2 separate regions of the Sus scrofa genome follow, and region 1 is linked to region 2. Evidence: chromatin contacts called from public promoter capture Hi-C data. All regions are on one chromosome and are shown on one strand. The core of a region is the stretch at or near the end of the contact, and the rest is flanking DNA. Distances in the headings are between cores, read along the strand shown.

Evidence for each region. Promoter capture Hi-C pulls out the DNA fragments that hold promoters and counts their contacts.
Region 1: a promoter capture Hi-C map of fetal liver shows a contact between it and region 2, with 2.3 times the contacts expected there. The contact joins the enhancer-like site here to the promoter of COBLL1 in region 2. A contact is called at or near these places in 1 of 5 promoter capture datasets (fetal liver), 5 of 47 Hi-C or Micro-C datasets (alveolar macrophages, embryonic fibroblasts, skeletal muscle and 1 more) and 1 of 2 datasets of contacts at active chromatin or transcription factors (skeletal muscle).

Annotation. Positions count from the first base shown.
Region 1 is chr15:71,562,892-71,568,058 of Sscrofa11.1, reverse strand. The region is part of intron 11 of SLC38A11 (putative sodium-coupled neutral amino acid transporter 11); the gene reads left to right. Among named protein-coding and RNA genes, the nearest start is that of SLC38A11, 48 kb to the left of the region's middle. Within about 2 kb of position 3,653, at least 2 of the 83 cell types and tissues checked have an H3K27ac peak or open chromatin away from gene starts, as enhancers often do. A contact at or near this core is called in fetal liver, where this site is marked.
Region 2 is chr15:71,494,955-71,500,183 of Sscrofa11.1, reverse strand. COBLL1 (cordon-bleu protein-like 1) reads left to right here and starts at 1,689. Exons shown (of 16, transcript XM_021075418.1): 1 at 1,689-1,705; 2 at 2,885-2,999. The coding sequence starts at 2,935.

The sequences.
Region 1 (5,167 bases), core at 2,404-4,903, 66 kb before region 2:
GAATGTTTGTTTGAAAACTGTAGGATTGTGATGTGACAGAACATGTTTATCAACTGCCTTACCATTCACTATTTTGATAGCCTGACAATTTTTTGCTCCCTTTAAGTTAACCAAGCATACACATATTGCTTATCTTTTTCAGGAATGCTGTATTTTTTGAAGTTTTTGGCTGCACTCATGCATATGGAAGTTCCTGGGCCAGGGATCAAACTGCACTGCATTTGTGACCTGCACCACAGCTACAGCAACGCAAGATCCTTAACCCACTGTACCACAAAGGAATATCCAAGAATATGTTTTTGTGAATTTGACCATTAGTTTCTGTTAATTTTGAATTTCCCCAACACTTCCATAATAAAATTATAAGCACGTAATCATATTAAATATTCCCCGTTGTACCTACATTGGAATTCTTTTGTGGTTAATGGATTCTGGGATTGTCAAGTCATCAAATAATACTATTTGGTGAATATTTGTTATAAAGTCAAAATCTGAGCTGGCTGGCTTGGAGGACTATTTTTAAAATTTTTAAAATATGATTCTAGATCCTTAGAATTTTAAAAAACCTGGTTATATAAACATTCATGAAAAAAAAATTAGAGGGGGTTCCCATTTGTGGATCAGCAGGTTAAGACCCCAGCTAATATCAATGAGGAATGTGGGTTTGATCCCTAGCCTCAGTCGGTGGGTTAAGGATCTGGCATTGCTGCAAGCCAGGACACAGTTTACAGATAAGGCTCAGATCTGTCATTGCTGTGGCTGTGGTGCAGGCCAGCAGCTGCAGCTCCTATTTGACCCCTAGCCTAGGAACTTGCATGTGCTGTAACTGTGGTCCTAAAGAGAAAAAAAAAAATTATAGTGCTAAACTGCCGTGATCTAATAACTCAATCATACTAGTCTTAAAGCACTTTGTAGGAATAAAATCTAAAGCTCTCCATTCTCTTCCAGACCACATGAGTGTATATTTTTCCAATTAACAAAATCTTTTAGTATGCACAATATCATATTCAGGTCTTTATTCAACTCTGTTGTGTGGGCATTTGTCATATTTAATGAAGCCAGTTTAAGCATCATTTCTGTCAGTAACACAACTAGATCCTGAAACACTTTAGAAGTAACTAAAGCATGTGCTGTTCCACCTCCAAGCAACAATGTGAGCTAACATGTATTTACTCTGTGCCAAGTGTTTTGCAGGCATTATCTTCCTTAATCTGTATTAATTTTAAAGATGAAGAAACTGAGGCACAGAGTGATTAGAGCAGCTAAATACGTCACACTAGTTTTTTTAATTGAATTATAGTTGATTTACAATATTATATTTCTTCCAGGTATACAACTTTGTGATTCAATATTTTTATAGATTATATTCCATTCTAAAGTTATTGTAACAGAAAGGCTATATTTCTCTATGCTGTAAAATACATCCTTGTAACTTATTCATTTTATACATGGTAATTTCTACCTCTCCATCCCCTTCCCCCTCCTGCCCCTTCATTCCCCCTAACTCCCTACTGGTAACCACTAGTTTGTTCTCTTATATCTGTGTCTCTTTCTTTTTTGCTATATTCACTATTTTATTTTGTTTTATTTTTTAGATTCCACATGTAAGTGATAACATACAGTATTTGTCATTCTCTGACTTATTTCACTGATCATAATGTTCTCTTGGTCCATCTACATTGTTGCAAATGGCAGAATTTTATTCTTATTTTTGGCTGAGTAATATTCTGGGAAATCTTCTGAGGCACAGTGCATTAAGGATCAAGTGATGTCACTGCAGCAGCTTGGTTCCCTACTGTAGTGCATGTTCATTCTCTGGCCTAGGAACATCCACATGCCAGAAGCATGGCCAAAAAAAAAGAGAAATATTCCAGGGTGTGTGTGTTTGTGTGTGTATGTGCACGCATATGCATGCACTCACACAAGCACATACCAGCATACCACACCTTCTTTATCCATTCATCTGTTAATGGACACTTAAATAGGTCACACTAGTTTTAAGCGGTAGAATCAAAAGATGAACACAGGTTTCCAAAACCTATAGCCCATATTTTTAATCATTATACTAGTATGAGGTTTCCTAAGTGTAAGACTTTAAATTATGTCATTTCTCTATCCATTTTTTCTCCCCATTTTTTAAGTTAAATATCTATGCATTGAGTTTACCTGTAAGTGAGATTAAGCATAACCCATAATATGTATGGATTGTATGTATCTAATAATGGGTTAAAATAAATACCAAGAGATGAAATTAAAAGTTTTTCATCTAAGTTCATAATTTTTAGCCAATAACTTTTAACTTAGTTCATAATTGTAGTACTTAAGCAATTTTTTTTATCGTGGCTTCTGAGTCATCACTGAGTAAGGATCTTTACAGATGAGCTGTGTAATAGAATCAGGCCTTCAATTTCCAAAGTTAAGGAAATGCTGTTACTTAGTATAACTGAAATAATGTAGAATAAATTGTTCAGGGTTATATTAGTTATTTAATAAAAAGCAAAACCCCATTTAAAACTTAAGCTTCCCTTCATTATTTTCATGGCAGTAGACAACAATGACATATTTTCCAAGGCAAATTCACCCTTGATTTTAAAGGATTTATTTTAGAAACAAATAAAATAAAATTCCATTCTTGGTAATAAGAATTTAGCATCTCAGTAGCGATGTTGCTATTAGAGAAGAGAGGCATCTACAGTAATTGAGCCCTCCAGATTTTTACTTGCAGTAGTATAAAGAAAAAAGATGAAGCTTCATGTGTCTGTGGCAGAGTAACCAGCCCAACAATCACTGTGTGCAATTTAACAGCAGAAGGAAGAAAGCAAACCAGTTACCCAGAAAGGGTACACACATTGAGCAAGCCATAGTCCAAGCTGTCAAAGACCTCTGAGCTAGATTTCTTTTTAAGTTACAGGAACACATTACATGAGTCCAAACTGATTACAAAGTAGAAATTTTAAAGACGTGTATTCTTTTATTTAGTTTTCAGCTTCCTTGCATCTAATGAGTGTTTTCTGTTCGGGTAGGAGAATTCGGATACTTTTCCAAACTGCACTACCACTAAAAATCTTCTTAACACCTTCTATTATTTCTTCCTGCAAAACCATAAAATGCCTTGGCTTCAAAAGTGTTATTATCAAAGATTAGTGCTGCCCCGCCATTATAAAGAAGGCTATATTTCATTGTCCATTTTATAAACAGTTACGGTATTTATGTCCTATCAAGAAATTTCAAAAATGATCCCAAAGCCAGTGGTGTATCCTCAGGTAAGGCTATAATAGATAAATCAAATCAGCTGGACTAATTTATAGGGAATAGAACAGATGGAACTGTTCTGTCATTTTACTGATGATCTTGGGTCCTAACAACAATCTGTAGCAAGACAGAGCTTTCAAATATTAAGAAAGTAACCACTATCTAGACAAGATACTCAGCTGGACATCGTCCAGTACAAACAGCAGCTATACAGTTTTCCCACTAATTGCTACTTTCTCAACTCTTAAGAATTGTGGCATAAACAGAACACCCATTGCTTTGCACTGCCCAGCAAGTTAGGTTTGGAAGAGTCCCAAAATGCTGACTGATGACAGCTTCTTAGCAGCAGCTGGTGGCAGTTTTCATCCTGATAGCACTTTCACACTCGACAGTTCCAGATAAGTAGCTTCACATGTTTGTTCCTTTGAAGAGACACCCCCCCACACACACGCATGCGCGTGCGCGCACAAAGTATGTGTGTATTTCAAAAATTAGTTCCTAGAAATCAAAAGATAATAATTATAAGCACAGCTTGAGTTCTAAAGTTTTTTTATAACTTAAAAAACATTTCAGGGAGTTCCCTTCATGGCTCAGCAGTTAACAAACCCAACTAGGATCCTTGAGGATAAGGGTTTGATCTCTCGCTCAGTGGGTTGCTGTGAGCTGTGGTGTAGGTTGCAGACATGGCTTGGATCCCGTATTGCTGTGGCTGTGGTGTAGGCTGGCAGATGGAGCTCCAATTCGACCCCTAGCCCGGGAACTTCCATATGCTGCAGGTGTGGCCCTAAAAAGCAAAAAACAAAACAAAACAAAACAAAAAACATTGTCAGTTTCAAGTGTCATGATGGAGCCTAAGGAATCCATGATTTATTTGATTCTGGCCATATGAATACTAATCCTTTATATCCTATGAACTTTTATAGGTGTTCAGGTGCTATTAATAGCAAAATTATATTATCTATATATTTTAAATTAGAATATGGCACATCTTGGTATTTTCTCATTCCTATGACTCTTGACTATAGAAATAGTTTCCATGAAGTGCGGGCCCTCCTATTCTTCCCCAGATTTTTAGATACCACCTGTCTATTTGACTTCATAATGCCACCCCTTAACTGACACTTCTCCAGACTTTTGGGGCTTTGCAAAAAATTTTAAAAAATTATATTTTTAAAATCATGGTTATATATTTCTGGTTTGAGAATAGTACTTAGTATAAAACACAGTAAATGGGGATACTGAGAAAACTTTTAAGACTATTTTATTTTATTTTTTTTAAATATTTTATTTTATTTATTTTTTTATTTTTTTGTCTTTTTGCTGTTTCTTGGGCTGCTCCCGCGGCATATGGAGGTTCCCAGGCTAGGGGTCCAATCGGAGCCGTAGCCACTGGCCTACACCAGAGCCACAGCAACGCGGGATCCCAGCCGCGTCTGCAACCTACACCACAGCTCACGGCAACGCCGGATCATTAACCCACTGAGCAAGGGCAGGGACCGAACCCGCAACCTCATGGTTCCTAGTCGGATAGTCGGATTCGTTAACCACTGCGCCACGACGGAACTCCGTTTGTTTATTTGCTTTTTGTTTGTTTGTTTTTCGCATCTTAGTGCTGTACCCACAGCAAATGGAAGTTCCCAGGCTAGGGGTCGAATCGGAGCTGTAGCCGCTGGCCTATGCCAGAGCCACCACAAGGAGGGATCTAAGCTGTGTCTGCGACCTACACCACAGCTCACGGCAACACAGGATCCTTAACCCACTGAGCAAGCCCCAGGGTGGAACCTGCATCCTCATGGATCCTAGTCGGATGCGTTTCTGCTGAGCCACATGGCAACTCTAAGACTATTTTAAAGGCATAATTGTTTTTTTTTAACATCATCCACTTTCAAAATAAGCTTTCTATGATTTTTCTCTG
Region 2 (5,229 bases), core at 440-2,939:
TGTTGCCATGAGTTGCAGTTGTAGGCCTCGACGCAGCCCGGATCCTGTGTTGCTGTGACTGTGGTGTTGGCCAGCAGCTACAACTCCAATGTGACCCCTAGCCTGGGAACTTCCACATGCCACAGGTGTGGCCCTAAAAAAGAAAAGAAAAGAAAAACAAAAACAAAAACAAAACTAAGGCAGGCTAAGAAATGCTGGACAACAAACCACTCCAGTATTTTAGTAGCTTAACCCAACACAAGTTTATTTCTTGCTTTATGCTAATTCTGTTGTAGATCCTGGGGCTCTCCAGGGCAGCTATGCCCAGTGTAATAGTACAGCATCCCAGGATCTTTCAGTCCTATGACACCTCCAGCTTAATGTAAATCTTTGTGATTGCAGCAGCAAGGGAAGAGAGCATGGAAAGTCAGGCACTGGCCCTTAAGGAATTCTACCAGGAAATGAAATATTTCGTGTCTGCTTACATTTACTTATCAAAACCAGTTACATCACCATACCTAATTTCAGTGGGGTGGAGAGTGTAATCCTCTTCCACACCTAAAACCAGGAGGAGGATAGGAAAAATTGGTAAGCATTCAAAAAGCCTCCAGCAATTATGAAATGTTATGGTAACATTTTATGTTTCAGATTAGACTAATGGAGTCAATAAAATTACTAGCATGTCATAAATTAAGGTTGAAACTAAAGTTTAATCTTCATTTGGTGACTGAAATTTATAGACTTTAGGTTTCACTATTACTCAATGTTTACATTATTGTCTGTGTGAGCAACTGTAAAAGCTAGTCATTTAGAGGTATAACTGGTTCATGAAATTGTTTGAAGACTAAAATCCAGATGGATTTAACTGAATTGACTAATATATTAAGTAAAATATTAAACAGCAACTTTTTCTGATATGACTCCAATATTGTAATCCAAATAAGCTACTTTTTCCCCTTTTCATATGTAGAAATACAATGAAAGGAATATATTATGCATAGGAAGGAATAAATAGTAATTACGGTCCATAAGAGACAAAAGGCACATTGGGTATTTAGTATGTTAGTTTCAGCAATCCTCTGGGTTGCCACAGTGGATATAACTTAAAGAGCCTTAGTCAAACTTTGGTTTAGTCAAATGTTGGTTCTAAGTATCAGTTTAACCCACCTACCAAACTTTATTCTATCAATAGGGTGAAGTGGTTAATACAGATGGGTTGTTTTTAACAGCGCAGCAGAAGCCTCCTAAAAGATGGTCTTTCGTCTAATCTCTCTACTGGTTTATTGAAGTATTTCCGTTTTAAAGTGTAAAGTTAATTTCTAATTTCAAGTTGTATTCCTGAATGTAAGCTTTTGGACCAATCAAAAATGGCTTGCACCTTACAACAACTGGCACACAAGATATGCAAATATACCTGTTTGTCAGGTGTAAAGGATCATCTAAAGGCCTTGCACGTGGGAAAACGTGCAGTTACACAATTGTGTCTGATTTCTTCCTGTAAAACTTTCGAGGTGAATAAAACCTATCATTTGAATCTTAGTTCATAGATTGTCACCAGATATACGTCCAGGCCTCACGTCACAGTTATTATAGGCTTAAAAATAAAAAAAAGAAAGAAAGAAAGAAAGAAAGAAAGAAAGAAAGAAAGAAAGAAAGAAAGAAATATGCCTCTGAAGACAAGGCAAGCTTAAACATGCCACCGCGTAGAAAAATCACAGTGTCACGGGTATGCTTTTAACAGAAGAGCAACTTTAGAAGTCAGGTTGGAAAAAAACAAAACAAAGCAAAAAAAACCCACCCTGGATGGGGGAAGGTGAGACTGGAAGGGAGGGCAAGCTGCCGGCCCGGTTCTTCGAGTTTCTCCCGGCACTTCCACGGCTCCTGGATCCTCCCCTCGGCTCCTTGCGGGGCAGGTACCCTCCCTTCCTCCCCACCTGTCCGGCCCAGGCGGGCCAAGCTTCCCAAAGCGACACCCTAGCGGTGGGAATGAGAACACACTGCGCAGGAGCCTCCTTTCCGTTCGGCTTCCCCAACTGGACCCCAAAGCCCTTAAGCCCCAGGGGAAGGAAATTACCACTCGGTCCTCGCCCACCCCCCACACTTTTCTCTCTCCGGCTCGCTGCTCGTTTCACTCCGATGCCGCCGAGCCCCGTCGCCACTTCTGAGTGGCCGACTGGCGGAGGCGGCTGCTGGCTCCCGGGCTCTGGTCAGGGAAATGGGGCAGGGTGAGTGAGCCGGCCCGGGGAGAGGCCAGGCGGCGCCGGCACCCGCCGGTGAGGTAGGGGATGCGAAGCTGCGGTCCGGTCCGCGCTGGACTGAGCCTCGGAGAGGCAGCCGCTCTCTCCTCAAGCCCTGGCTGGAGAGCCGAAAGCGAGCGCCGGGTCTAGAGGAGGGACATGTGGGAGAGGAAGCCGTGGGAGAGAACAGGGAGCTACTGTCTCCTTTTGAAAAGAAAGTAGGAGCCCTGGGTGGGAAAAGAGAAATGAGCCCTCCCAGCTTTTTCTTCGTGAAAAGCTTCCCCAGGGCGTTTTGTTTGTGCAAACTTGGCCGAGGGGGCCCGGAATCGCACTGCCGGCGTGGCGACGGCGGTGCCTGTGCGCCTCGCCCCTCGTCCCGTTCCTCCTCCTTCCAGCCCGGGCAGCTCCGCTCCCTCCCCGAGAGGCGCCGAATGGCTACCCAGTAACCCCAGGGGCGGGGGCTACTGCGCCGCCTCCCTCCGGCCGCTAGACCCAGCGGCGCGCCCACAGGCTGGGAGCCCGGCCCGCAGGTGGAAGCGCACCCGGGAGGCGGGCGGTCTAACCCAGGGCTCGGGCGACTCGGGCGGGCTCTTGACGCGCCGCCAACCCTGCTCAGGCCTCGGGAAGGCGTGCGTCCCGCCCTGACCCGCCGGCCTCTCCCACTACAGCAGTGACGCGCCGCCTCGGAGCCAGAGCCCGCGCAGCACCCAGCAGGGCGATGGACGGCGGAGTTCCGAGCGCGCAGGACGCCCTGGCGGCGCCTCAGCCGGCTGCCCCAGCAGGGTGAGTCTCCAAGGGCCGACCCGGGAGGGAGAGGACGAGGTTTGCCCGGGCTCCAACCAGTTACCTGGCTAGCAGCTCGCCACCCAGTCGGCGGCCTGATTCACCCGCAGTAGGACACGCGGCCAACGAGGCGGCTTCCTCCAGGCTTCCTCGGAGGCCGCCCGGGGACGGGGCTCGGGTAGTTTTTGATTGCTTTCCTACCGGGGCTTCTCTGAGTAGCTGAAGGGCAGCTGAATGCCAGGCATTGGGTAAGAAGTCCGGGAGCAAAATGGTAACAAAGGGCCCATTGTTGGGGCTGTGGGAGAGAGGCGGAGGATACCTGTAAGTGAACTCCTGGGAAGGGGAAAAAAGTTTTCTTGGCCAAGGGCTGAGGCCCAGCAGGTGAGCACTGTCAAGGTGACTGTAGGAAAGGGGCCTTCGGCGACCGGGTGGAGGGCGACAGGAAGGTGTGCCAGCTGTCAGTCCGCATGACAGTTCCGGGACGGGCAGGTTGCGCGCCTCGGATTGGGGGTGTGTGTGCCTCTAGCCAATTGCTGGTGCCAAAGCCTAGCGCAGAGTCAGACTGCAAACACGATACTTTTCTTTGTATTCGTACACGTTTAAGAGAGGTTGGAGGGGAAGGGGCTGTCACATGGTGAGTTAATATTAAATGGAGCACGTCTTCTTGCCAGATATGCTAATAATCACCTTGCTCTGTCTTTGGGTAAACAGTAACGAGAACAGGTAGTTCTGCAAGAGATGGGGAGCACCGGAAAATAACCTTCGTCTTGGTAAACAGTGAAAGTTTAACACAGGCGCTAGTTGAGCTTGTGAAGTGGGAAGCCCTTTTGTAGAAGTGTAACTTTTTCCTTCAAGTGTCTCCCCCCAGCTCAATTTCTTTTCTGATAGTTATTCTGAACACAGAAAAGCATCCAAGAGAATATGAACAGACACGCTAAGGAAGAATCGACTGTGTAACTAATGAATGAGAGTTGTATAGTTTTCCTCATTTAGGAGTAGAGAAATCATTTTCCCCTGGAACATGACATGCGTTTCCTTAGAAGCAAGTCACAGCATGTTTATTCATCAGAGACCATTTGAACATTGGCAGTTGTCTAGAGGAAACATGGAAAAGTCTCAAAGCAACATGACTAATATAAAAGATATTTAGTATAATGCTTACGTAGAGGAAACATGTAGTGTATGAATTAATTCTTTCATTTTTTTGTTTCAATTAGTTATCTTCTCCCCTTTGCAAATAGTCATATTTCTGTTGACTTCTGTTTCTAATCTTTCCCCAGTTTTTTTATTTAAATATTATCATATATTCTTTCATATATTGTCACGTTAGGATGTATGAGGAAAGAAATACATTGTCAGGAAGAAATTAATCATTAAAGCGTGGACCTCTCAATGGAGCTGCAGGAATACAGAAATGTACTCAGGTACCCCCCAAAAAAGATAGTATTAAATTTGTGGATTTGCAAATGGATTAGATGTTCAGAAATCAAATAATATTTGTGGGTAAAGTAGGTGAGATCGGATGGCTCTGAGATGAAAGAAATAGAACTTTCTAGTGTTAAGCACCACTGTAGCAAGATACTTCAGATTTTACTTGTGAGAATGTAAAAGTTAAATGGAAATTCTGTTTAAAAAAATGTACAAAATTGCTTTAGCTGATTTCTCAAATATGAGGAAAATACTTTTTAGGAGTTTTGCCCTGCCATCTCCAAATCTAAAGAAAGACCCGGAAGAATACTTCTGCATCTCATCTAAAATAAAACCCCTCACTATATCATTTTGCTTTGGATTATTCTATTCAGAGAAGTTAAAAATATCTGAAAGGTATAAACATTTTAAAAATTACTTCTTTGTCTTCTTTCATTTGTTTGTATTGTTCCTGGGCATATCCCAAGTGCCTATTATATAATACCTGTTGAATATTTAGTATTCAGTGTTGCCTTTTTTTCCCCTGAAAACCCCAAAACATTTTTTTAAAAAAGGTTTTAATTGTGGGAAGAAATTATCCTAGATATGTGAATTTGGGAGGTGGCAGGGAGCAATCCCAATCAGTATGTTATAATAAATTGTTATATCTGGAAAATAAATTCTCTACCCTAAAAGTAATTAAATCATGATTTGTTATTCTAATAGCCTATGAGGCCTTAACTATGGATATTACTGCTCTAAAGAATCCCTTTGTATGTAATTTTCCAAGTTTTACATATTTGTAACAGGTCATTTTAAAGAA